3 separate regions of the Sus scrofa genome follow, and all the other regions are linked to region 3. The links are chromatin contacts, called in public Hi-C maps. All regions are on one chromosome and are shown on one strand. The core of a region is the stretch at or near the end of the contact, and the rest is flanking DNA. Distances in the headings are between cores, read along the strand shown. Region 1 holds the start of GLTP (glycolipid transfer protein). Region 2 holds the start of ANKRD13A (ankyrin repeat domain-containing protein 13A). Region 3 holds the start of FAM222A (protein FAM222A).

The links. Hi-C and Micro-C count contacts between places; a contact is called where the count stands out from the background.
Region 1: a contact with region 3 is called in a Hi-C map of alveolar macrophages, with 2.3 times the contacts expected there. The contact joins the promoter of GLTP here to the promoter of FAM222A in region 3. A contact is called at or near these places in 4 of 47 Hi-C or Micro-C datasets (alveolar macrophages, heart right ventricle, liver and 1 more).
Region 2: a Hi-C map of liver shows a contact between it and region 3, with 5 times the contacts expected there. The contact joins the promoter of ANKRD13A here to the promoter of FAM222A in region 3. A contact is called at or near these places in 1 of 5 promoter capture datasets (liver) and 2 of 47 Hi-C or Micro-C datasets (heart right ventricle and liver).

Annotation. Positions count from the first base shown.
Region 1 is chr14:41,089,421-41,093,004 of Sscrofa11.1, reverse strand. It overlaps GLTP (glycolipid transfer protein), which reads right to left and starts at 1,372. Exons shown (of 5, transcript XM_021072515.1): 1 at 1,108-1,372. The coding sequence starts at 1,210.
Region 2 is chr14:40,993,529-40,997,297 of Sscrofa11.1, reverse strand. ANKRD13A (ankyrin repeat domain-containing protein 13A) reads left to right here and starts at 1,416. Exons shown (of 15, transcript XM_021074290.1): 1 at 1,416-1,526. It overlaps GIT2 (ARF GTPase-activating protein GIT2), which reads right to left and starts at 1,312. Exons shown (of 18, transcript XM_003483442.4): 1 at 1,104-1,312. The coding sequence starts at 1,155.
Region 3 is chr14:41,231,614-41,235,308 of Sscrofa11.1, reverse strand. FAM222A (protein FAM222A) reads left to right here and starts at 1,450. Exons shown (of 4, transcript XM_021072447.1): 1 at 1,450-1,568; 2 at 1,976-2,102.

The sequences.
Region 1 (3,584 bases), core at 123-2,622, 140 kb after region 3:
TCAGTCCAAGCCAGTGTCAAGGTCCCATGAGTTTGCGGGCTTCAGCTGGACTCTGCCCTGGGGACTGGTCTCTTCCTGGGAGGCCACCAAGTGAACCAGCAGGGCGGGGCACTGGGCAAGCCCACATGGAAGACAAGAAAGCTGAGCTCAGGTTGCACCCTTTACTCAGGACCAGAAAGGCAAAGGGCAGGGGTAGATGGTACTGTCTTCTATTTCCCATTTTCCGTCCTGGGCATGGGCTGGGCTGAGGGACAGGAGAAAGGAGGGTCTGCAACCAACTTAGTGCCGCCTCCAGGGCTCCTATGACCTCCCAGGGCAGGACACATGGGGGAGGGGTCTTTTTCTTTTAGAGTCCATGCCAGGCATCCAGTGTCTGATGTCACCACACAGAGCAGCCCCCCCTGGTTCAGACCCCCTATTCCAAGCAGAGGGAAAACTTTAGGTGATTCTCCCCAGGAAAGGGCTCCAGAGTTTTGCAAATCCATCTTCAAAAGCCCTCTCCTCATCTTGACAGGCTTCCTGCCCTTGGAGTGGGGGTAGGGGTGGGTGTCTCTGATCTGGAATGAGGGAATTCTGAGGAAAGAAGGGTTCTCAAGGAAGGTTCCATGAGGAAGAGGCTGGGAGACACAAAAAAGTGGGGTTTATTAAGTGAGGGGATTCGTTTTAAGGGGAGCTATTTGAGAGAAGAAGGGGATGATGGGGTGATGAATGAAGGACTTGGGGGGAAGGGGGGAGATGGAGAATTGGGGATTTAGAAGAGTAAGGGGTGTTTGTGGGGAGATGGACGATTGGGGTGCACAGGGACTGAAAAACTGCCGCGGTCTGAAGGATATGTTGGAATGTGAGATGTCTGGGGAGACAGAGGGTTTGGAGATGTCTGAGAAAAAATGAAGGATGTGATACGTTCCGGGGAGAGAGCATTTGGAAGCGGTCTGGAACAGGGGAGATCTGGGGTGCCTGAAGGAAAAAGGGATCTCGGACGCCTGGGGAAGTAGGAGTTGGGGTGTCCAGGAAAGGGATGGTTTGGCAATGCTCGGGAGGATGCAGGCGCCTGGGAGCGCTCTGGGACAGGACTGCCGGCCAGCTCCCCCTTTCACCCTCGCTCACCAAAGAAGGGAGGCAGGTGAGACACCGCCTCGAGGAAGGGCCCGGTCTCGATCTGCTTGTCAGCGGGCAGAGGCTTCAGCAGGTGTTCCGCCAGCAGCGCCATTTCGGGGTCGAGGCCCGCGGTGATGCCCCAGCCGGCGCCGCGGGCGTCCACGCCGCCCCCCGGGCCGCCGCCGTCAGCGCCGGGGCCGTCACTGCCGCCAGCCGCAGGCCCAGGGGACGCCAGCGTCGCCACTTCCGCCCGCGCCGCGCCCCGCGTAGCCGAGCGCTCAGCGCCTCCCGCAGGCCGAGCGCCTTAGCTGTCCGGCGCGCCACACCAACCCCTCTGGCCCAATCAGAGCCCGCCTCCGCGGACCTCTGCGCCGCCATTGGTTGGGGGGCGGGGCCAGCTCTCCTGGCGCGGAAGCGCGCGGACTCTTGGGTCCAGGTACGCCCAGGTGAGCCGCTCCTTGGTGGCCTGTTCCCAGCTGTGTTTCCTGCCGTCCCCAGACGGGCTGGCTCAGGCCAGGTCCTCGCCTGATGAGGACGTGGACCTGCCCAGGTCATATCTCATCCACCCGCCCAGGTTACAGTCCAGTCAGCCTAGTGTCCCTCAGGACATCTGTTTCCCCTCAAACAGAACCTATTCTCCAACAGCCCCAAGTGACTTTTTGGACACTGTTCTGTTTACAGTTTTCTATTTAGCTACAACCAGTGAGGACGCTTGATTCTTCTTCAGAGATCTTATACCTATTGGACACTGCTCAAGTCACAATTTAACTCAGCCCATGCCTAACTAGGACTCCTGTTTCCTGAAATCTGGGAACCAGTGTTACTTCAACAGTCTGATATTACCCATTAGCCTCAGGCCAGTTTACAGTCCAACTCAATCGCCACCTAACCTGCTCTTGTTTCCCCAAACCAGACCTCACCCCAATAGCCCATAGTACATGCTTGTCCACTTCTGCTACAACCCACCTAGGGGCTTGTGTCCTAAAAGCCAATGCCTACCTGTTCCAAATATCTAGCATGCAGTTGTTGAGAGCTTCTAAGTCATTCCAGAATAAATAGTTCATCATGCCCTAACTATATGCCATGCACTGTACTAGGCATTGAGGATAAAGTGATGAACAGTACAGAGAAATCCCTCTTCCTATGGGGTTGACATTCTAGTCAAGGAGACAACACAGCACAATACAATACTATACAACATGATACAGTACTAAGAAATATAAATAAATAAGACAATATTGGATACTGATAAGTATAAATGAAGAAAATAAAACAGGATAGAGTGACGGGATGACAGAGGGCATGGCTGGGATAGGATGTAGGGAGTTAGGGGCAATAAGTATCTATGAAGTGGTGACATTTGATCCAAGACCAGAAGGAGAAGTAGGAAATAGCCAAAGTGGCTGGCACATGTGCAAGCAACCGGGGGAACCAGGAAGAGGATGGGAGTGGAGTGGAGTGAGTGGAAGAGGCAGAGTAGTGGAGGGATAGGAAATGAGCTCAGAGAGGTGGCAAGGGTTTGTTGGGTATGGAGGAGGGTATAGAGTTTGCATTTTATCCTAAGGGCTATGAGAAAGCACCAGTATCAGAAAAATAATTGCTAGGCCTTATTCAATATTTTCAAGTCAATCTTTTAGGAGGCAGACGGGAGAAGAGGTTGTTCCACACCAAGGGCATGATCCACGTACAATCAGGAAATGAGAGGGTCTGGGGGAGACAAGGCTATCATCACTTGCTACTCATAACACCAAACCTGACATGCCCCAACAAGTCAAATCTCCCATTGATAGGAGCCCAAGCCATCAAATTTGACTTGTTCCCACCCTGCCCAACCTCACCACCTCAGGCATCCTGAGATATCATCTCCTTGAAGCATCTCTCACCAGCCCGCCCAGCACCTTGACCCAGTGCCAGAACCCTACCCATCTTTCAGACACCTCCATTAATTCCACAGAGAGATCACAACCCACATGGGGACCTCCAGCCTCAGATAACACTCTGATTTCTCAAGGTGTTCCATCACAGCCAAACCACCAGAAACCATGGCTGATACAAAAAATTCAAGTCTAGAAGTGTTGTCTTGTCGTGGAACATAGGTGTGATGTGCTGAGATAGGTCGTTGCTCTGAGTTAACGCAGTGTCTTGAAAGTTCATCCATCTGTCTACTCACCCATCCATCCAACAGATATTTTAAGTGCCTGCTCTGGGGTGGATTTCCATAGCTTATGGCAGGGGTTGCACTGGTCCCAGGAGCCAGCTTGGCAGTATAAATGGATGTTGAGGGTTGAGTGTTATACAATAAGGAGTGATGGAGACTGTGGAGAAGTGGGGATCACACAGACCATCTAAAGGACACTGTGGCTATTCACCTGGCCACTCATTGCACAAAGTTATTAGCTTTCCAGATTTCTCAAGGGAAATCAGAAACCTAGAATTGAGGGCAAAATTTCTTGATTTTTATTTAAAAAAAAAATTTTTTTTTGTCA
Region 2 (3,769 bases), core at 167-2,666, 240 kb after region 3:
GCAATGGTTTCATTAAGATTGTTTACTGGATGCTGTGGTGCCATTTTACCTTTTGAATTACTTCAAATTCAAAGCAGAAAAATACAAGCACTGAGAACAGTACAGAGACCTGTCAACTCAGTTCCAACTGCTAAGACGAAAACTACACATGGGAGGTTTAGTTTTGGCCTTTCAGTGCTGCCATATGCCTATATTGCCTAAATGCCCAAATGGGTCTACTTGTCAGTGATGTGGTGTGTGTTGGTTTTGTAAGCTGTAATTAATGCATGATTTAGAAATTCAACTATAGTTTTAAGGGACTGTAAAGGTTCTGTACACAATAGGGGAAAAAAATTTAAATGAGATGATGCTAAGAATATTCACTGAATCTTCCCTACCGCTAAGCACCATACTCCCCATTATCCCCATCGGAAAAATGAGGAAATGAAGACTCGGCCAAATGAAGTCACCAGCCCAAGGTCACCCAGAGGGAACATCTAGTTTGAACTCAGACGGTTCAGATCTCAGAACCTGAGCCAAGCATTGCCTCCCAAGTGCAGGTGGCGTTTGCAAGACCCCGACATCCTGGAGACTCTCTGCCGTGGAGCGGGAGTCGGGATGCCAGAAATGGCGAAATCGTCCATGGGGGTCCTCTGGCGAGTCTCAGTGGAGGGAAGGGGTGAGCGTCGCCCACTACCAGCAGGGCGCCTCCGGGGACGGGGGTCTTGGGTGACTGTGGGAAGGGGGTGGTGACACCTGCAGTCTCTGGGGGCCGCAGCCGGGAAGACGCTCGCATTTTACTTCTGTAATTGGCCTTCCTGTGGATTGCCCAAGCCCCTTCCTGTTAGGAAAGCGGCTCCGACCCCACCGCCTCCCCGGACGGCCTGGGACAGAGTGAACGAAAGGGAAAGGAGGGGCGGGAGGGCGGCGGCCCCCTGCCCGCCCGGCTCTGACAGGCCAGGGGCAGGTTCTGCCCCAAGACCGCCCCCCTTCCTCCTCGTCGTGACCCCAGGCATGGGATGCAGAGGTCGACTGCCGGGACCCGCCCGGCTCGAGGGGCGGCCCCGGGGCAGGGGTCCTGGCCAGGAGAGCTGAGGGGAGCGGGCCCGGCTGATGAGACTCACCTGGCCCGCTGCAGTCAGCGCACACTTCGCTGCTCCGGAGCCGCTTCGACATGGCTCCCGCCTCCCACCTGCCGGGAACCTGGGGCCCCGAGACAGCGAAGGCGGCGGCGGCGGCGGCGGCGGCGGAGGCGCTTCCGCTCTAACGGGTCCCAGCGGCGGCGCTGGCGGCAGCGCCTCTCCCTGAGCGCCTCGCAGCCGCGGCCCAGCACGCACGCGCGGGGAGGCACCCTTTGGCAATAGGCAGATCATGTGACCGGAAAGGGCACGCTGCCCTGTCGCCATATTGAGTGAGGGCAAGGATCTTCCGTCCTGCTTCCAAATTTTCTGTAATTTGTCTCCCTCTCCAGAAGAAATTCGCTTCTTCCCAGCACTGATTAATACCAAATCTAGTAACCAGAAGTCTGCAGCTGCAACCTGCCTGAGGTAATCAGTAGTCAAGTCATTTCGCATAACTTTGGCCAAGTTCATTTATATATTCTTTCCTTTATTCAGCAAATTACACACAGTGTTCCAAGCAGTGAAGAAAGAGTAGTGAGCCAAGAGGACAAAATTTCCTGTCTTTATGGAGCTAACATTCAATTGTGCTAGATCTACAATAAGTAAAATAAGGGTATATTATGTGTTTCCTTATGCTGCAGTTTTAATATAATCTGCTAGAGGAAGATAATGTGTATCTACCGCTAGCCTACAATTTTCTTTTGTATGGCTTGCACCTAAAAATGATTTTCATAGTTTTATTTTTTTGTTTTTGTTGTGTTTTGGCATGTGGAAGTTTCAGGGCCGGGATGGAACTGGAGCCATAGCAATAATCGAGCCACAGCAGTGACAACTGAGTCCTTAATTGCTCGGCCATCAACTCTTAATTTTTACTTGTTTTGTTGTTTTTTAGGCCATATGGAGGTTCCCAGGTTAGGGGTAAATTGGAGCTACAGCTGTCAGCCTACACCACAGCCATAGCAATGCGGGATCCCAGCTGCACCTGTGACCTACCCACTAGCCCACAGCAACACCAGATCCCGGACCCACTAAGCGAGGCCAGAGATCAGACCTGCATCCTCAGGTTTACTGGTTGGATTCCTTTCCACTGCACGACACAGGGAACTCCTAATTTTTACATTTTTGAAGGATTGTAAAGAGGAAGGAGAAGAGGGAAAGGATGAATATTTAACAAAACTCATATATGAAACGTATAGCTAAATATTTACTGTCTGGCTAAGAACAAATGGAATAATTCACAGAAGAGTGTGGTATGCTTGCCTCAGAGTGAACCCTCATTAATAGTAGCCTCTTGAAGTTCCCGTCGTGGCGCAATGGTTAACGAATCCGACTAGGAACCATGAGGTTGCAGGTTCAGTCCCTGCCCTTGCTCAGTGGGTTCACGATCCGGCGTTGCTGTGAGCTGTGGTGTAGGTTGCAGACTCGGCTCGGATCCCACGTTGCTGTGGCTCTGGCGTAGGCCGGTGGCGCAGCTCCAACTAGACCCCTAGCGTGGGAACCTCCATATGCTGCGGGAGCGGCCCAAGAAATAGCAAAAAGCAAAAAAAAAGTAGCCTCTGTTATTATTGGAATTTGATATTACTATTATTTCTTAATCACAATTTTGAGGATAACGATAGATAACCTAATATACAGGATGGTATGAGATAAACGCAATGAAGTGAGTTTAATCAGTGTGATAGAGAGCAGAGGTGTGACCCTAATGCTAATGAATATTTTGTGTATTATATGTAAACCCAACTATGATCTCCATTCAGCAAATGTTCGATGCCTATCATGGGCCAGGTATTTGTTTTGCTTTGTTTTTTTTAATTTATTTTTATTTATTTATTTTTGCCTTTTTGCCTTTTTCTAGGGCCCCACCCACAGCATATGGAGGTTCCCAAGCTAGGGGTCTAATCAGAGCTGTAGCTGCCAGCCTACACAGCACCTCGGGATCTGAGCCGAGTCTGTGACCTACACCGCAGCTCAAGGCAATGCCAGGTCTTTTTTTTTTTTTTTTTTTTTTTTTTTTGTCTTTTTGTGTTTTCTAGGGCCGCTCCTGTGGCATTTGGAGCTTCCCAGGCTAGGAGTCTAATCGGAGACGTAGCCGCCAGCCTATACCAGAGCTATAGCAACACGGGATCCAAGCTGGGTCTGCGACCTACACCACAGCTCACAGCAACGCTGGATCCTTAACCCACTGAGCAAGGCCAGGGATCAAACCCACAACCTCATGGTTCCTAGTCGGATTCGTTAACCACTGAGCCACATGGGGAACTCCCGGGCCAGGTATTATTTTGACTTTAGGTACTCTGGTGAACAGCCATTGTGAAGTTCTCCAACTAATGAATTAAGAGAGATTAGATAAGCATGAGACAATGAAGAGAAAGATTAAATTGCATAAATCTTCTTAAAGGTTAGGAAGTCCTGAAGGAGATGTCAAAAGCATGGGTCTTTGTTTCATTTCTCCATTTTTATAAATGAGTGGTGTGTGCATTAACATATATTTCCCACACATTCCATAGCTAAAGCCTCTGGATGCCATCCTGATGCTTCTACATCCTGTTTTGCTTCATGTATTCTCAAATCTTCTGGACTCAACACCTGTGGAGAATGGATTAAGCCTGAATTCTTGAACAGCTGTTGTTGTAGGCATCTGAAAAGCTGGCTATTCACAAGCAGGGAAG
Region 3 (3,695 bases), core at 201-2,700:
AACTTGCTGTGTGATGGACACATGGCAACTGAGGAATTATCCCTCCCAGGGCTCAATTTCTCCAGCTGTAAAATGGGCCTGCTAAACGAGCCACCTGCGGGCTATCAGGCAGAACAAATGAGAACCTGTGAAGCTGCTTAGAAAGTAAAAGGCAAGGTGCAGTGTCATTTTATGGAATCAAAATTTGGGCCCAGGTGGTTCTGTGCTTCAGTTTCCCAGTCGGTGGAGGAAGAAGAATACCGGTTCCTATCTACCACGTGTGTGGTGAGGATTCTGTGAGATAGATCTTACAAAGAGCTCAGCACTATGCCTGGTAATACATAGTAAGGGCTCCACAGATCTCAACTGTGATGGCAAAAATCCACCACTGCCAACAATATGAATTGGAGTAAAACACTCTGGAGTGTCGCTTCACCTCTCTTAGCCTCAATTTCCTCTGTAAGGTGGGAGTATAATGATAGTACCTGCTACATCAGTTTCCTCATCTGTAAAATGGGGGTGATAATACCTACCTCACAGGATTGTGTATAAGGATTAAGAAAAGTACTCAGTTACACTAGTGCTAGTGTCTTTTATCATCTTTATTATTTTTAACAAATTCCTCATTGAGCGTTTCCAAAATGAAGTGAAACAATGCAGACAGTGCACCTAGCTTGTGCTACCAAATATGTGCTCAATAAAATGGTACTGGGTTTTCACTCCTGTTTCCCGAAAAAAGGAACTACAAATACCAGCATGCCCTCTGGCCCCAGTCGGGGATCCTACGATCGGCGCCGGTGCGCTGCATGACGGGAGTTGTAGTCCTTGAGACGCAGACCCCGCCTCGCCCCGGCTTGGGGGAGGAGGTTGGAGAGCCGCCCTGCCGGCCTTTGAATTTTGCCGCGAAAAGCGCGCGTGGCGGCCCCCGGCCCCGCCCCCCGCAGGACGCGGCTCCGCGTCACCCTGGTAACCGCCTCTTGGCCGCCGCTGATTGGGCCAGACCTTAGGGGGCGGGCAGGGGGCGAGACGCGGCTGCCGCTGCCGGCGTTAGAGCCTGTCAGTCGGGCCGGAGCGGAGCAGCGGGCGGGACAGCCGGGCTGGTGACTCCGCGAAGAGGCTCTGCGCGGCGCCCGGGGGAGGCGAAGAGCCGGGTACGCCGCCTGTAGGGCGCGGCGCGCGGCACCTGGGCACGAAGCGAGACGAGGCGCTGGCGTGCGTCAGGCGGTGAGAGGCTGAGGCCCCGGGAGCCCCCGCGCGCCGCCCGGGGCCAGGGGCGCGTGAGAGCCCAGCGCGAGCCGTCCCTGCTGCAGCTCCGGAGCTCGCACGCCCAGTGCACCATCCTCCGGGCCGTCTCCACATCCACCCTGCGCCACCTGGACTGGTTATTTCTCGGCGCCGAGGCCCCCGGGGCTGCACCCGAGCCTCCACCGCCCGCTGCCACCACAGCGGCTTGCCGCTGCTCTCCGGCTTCCCCTCCCCCAACACCCGGGGCTCCGAGCAGGAGGAGGAGGGGCTGGTGCATTCTCGCCGCCGTTCTTTGCAACCTGCGGGGGCCGGTGCATGCCCAGCGAGGAGCCGGGCCGCTGCAGGTGCGTTCAACCTCAGAGGAGACGACCCCCCCCACCCCAGGCGAACCTGGGGGCTGCAACCCACCGGCAGGCGGTCGAGCGAGAGGAAGCAACAAAGACAGGCTGCAGCTGGGGCCGGCGAGAGGGGCCGCGGCCGCCGGGCTCCTGGTGCGGGCGGAGAGGGCGCCCGGGGGAGCGGCGCCGGGCGGAGCTGCAGCCCTAAGCTGGACCCGGAGGGGAGGCACAGCGCCGCCCGCCGGACGCGGTGAGCACAGGCCCCGGGGAGGATGCGCTGCCTGAGCGCCCGCGCGGCCCGGGTCGCGGGCGGGCGCGACCCCCACTGAGCCGAGAGAATCCCCACCCTCGACTTCGGACGGCGCGAGCCGGCGCCTGGATCGACCTCACCGACAGCGTTCTTTCCCACCTAGAGGGAGGCATCGGCCCCCAAGGGGGGATTCCTCAGGCAGCCTTTGCCACCTCTGCATGGCTGCGACCCGGCGAGAGGAGAGTTGTGGCCGCTGAGACCTGGTGTCCTTCGACGGCCTGGCTGATTCGGTGAGTTCCGCGGGGCAGGGTTCCGGGGCAGAGCTGGGGGCACCCGCTGGGCTGGCGTCGGGGCAGCCGGATTGAAAAAAAGAGGCCCTGGGCTGTTGGGGATCCTGAAGCAGCGATGCCCCTTGTCTTACCCTCCCCCCCGCCCCCACCTCCCCACACACAACTTGCCTAGTCCGGCCTCCCGGCCGGAGCTGACCCTGGAGGCCCGTCGTGAGGACTCCGGTGGAGTTCTGGGTGGGGCGTGTGCTGGAGAGGAAAGGTCACCCCACCTCTAAAGCCAACAAAGGTAGCAGCTCAGTCATCTGAAAATTCCCTGGCAACTCTAGCATCTTAGAGGGGTTGGGGGGGCTCCCAGAATGGGACACCTTGGGCTTCTCCCAACTAGCCTCTGAAATCTTCCAGGGACATCAGCTTAGAGAGGTACTGCAGAGTCCCGACCACGCAGGTGGCTGTATTGAGGATTGTGCTGAGGCTAGGCAGTAGCAGGGTCCCCCTTACCGCCGGCGTTCCTACCAAAAACTCGCAGGAAAGAGGGGTTCCCCAGTGGGGCCACGGCTGTGACGTCACTGCCAGACCTCTGATGTCACTGGGGTTGCCTTGGCGACGTGACTTGTCTGCACACCCCCTCCCCCAGGCCGGAGGGGGCAGAGTGGTGGTAACCTGGAATGAGGCTGGATGCCTTTGGGTAGTGGAGGGGTGAAAGCGACTTTCCCCACCCCCACCTGCAGTCCTCTGACCTAAATCCTCAAAGGGGTAGGGAGGGAGGCAATGCCAGCTGTCCCTGCTGTGGCTCCTCCCCGCAAAGACAGGTGTTCAGCTTTGCCCCTGTAGCCTGGCAGTGCCTGGGGGCGCAGGACTCCGGAGTAGAGCAACTTTCTGCTTTCAAAAGGGGTGCTGCAGAGATCTCCCTGCACCCCAGCCAGCACGCTGGAGTTCCCAGGGTCCCCAGAGAGATGCCGGCCCCTAGCCCTACTTGTGCCCAGGAAAGCAGGGGTGACCTGCCCTCAGCCAGGGAAGGTGCAGAGGAGCTGCTGCTTGCTGCCCCTCCAGTCCAGGGCTTCCCCTGCTCCTCAACTCCCAGATGACCGCCCTTGGCCAAGCCTGAAATCCCAACTGCCCCACTCTCCTCTCAGTGTTTAGATGGTTTTGACAAGCATAGTGTGGTGCTTATTAAGTGAATGGAGGGCCAGTCAGGCCCATCAGGGCTAAGATCTGAGTGAGCCTGCCCACATCAGCTTTGATGTGGGTCAGGTGCTGGCCCTCTCCACCCCACCACACCCCAGCCCTGGCCCCAATCCTTGTGAAGGCCCAGAGAACCCCTAGCCAGCATCCTGCTGCTGGCTTTTTGATTCCTCGTCTAAGTTTCTTCCAGCAATTGCTGCCAGTGTCAGATGTGGGTGAAACTGCTGTGATCACATTTCTAGGAAAAGGTTAGAGCACTGTGTCATTGCTTCAGTGGCATGGGGTGGGGTGACAGCAGAGGGGAGTGTGTGGGGGGGTCATTATGAGAAGCCAGGCCCCAGTCTCTACGCAGTGAGCATCTTTCCCCCTTTCCCCCCCGCCCCATTTCAGGCTCTCTAGCTAAATTAACAG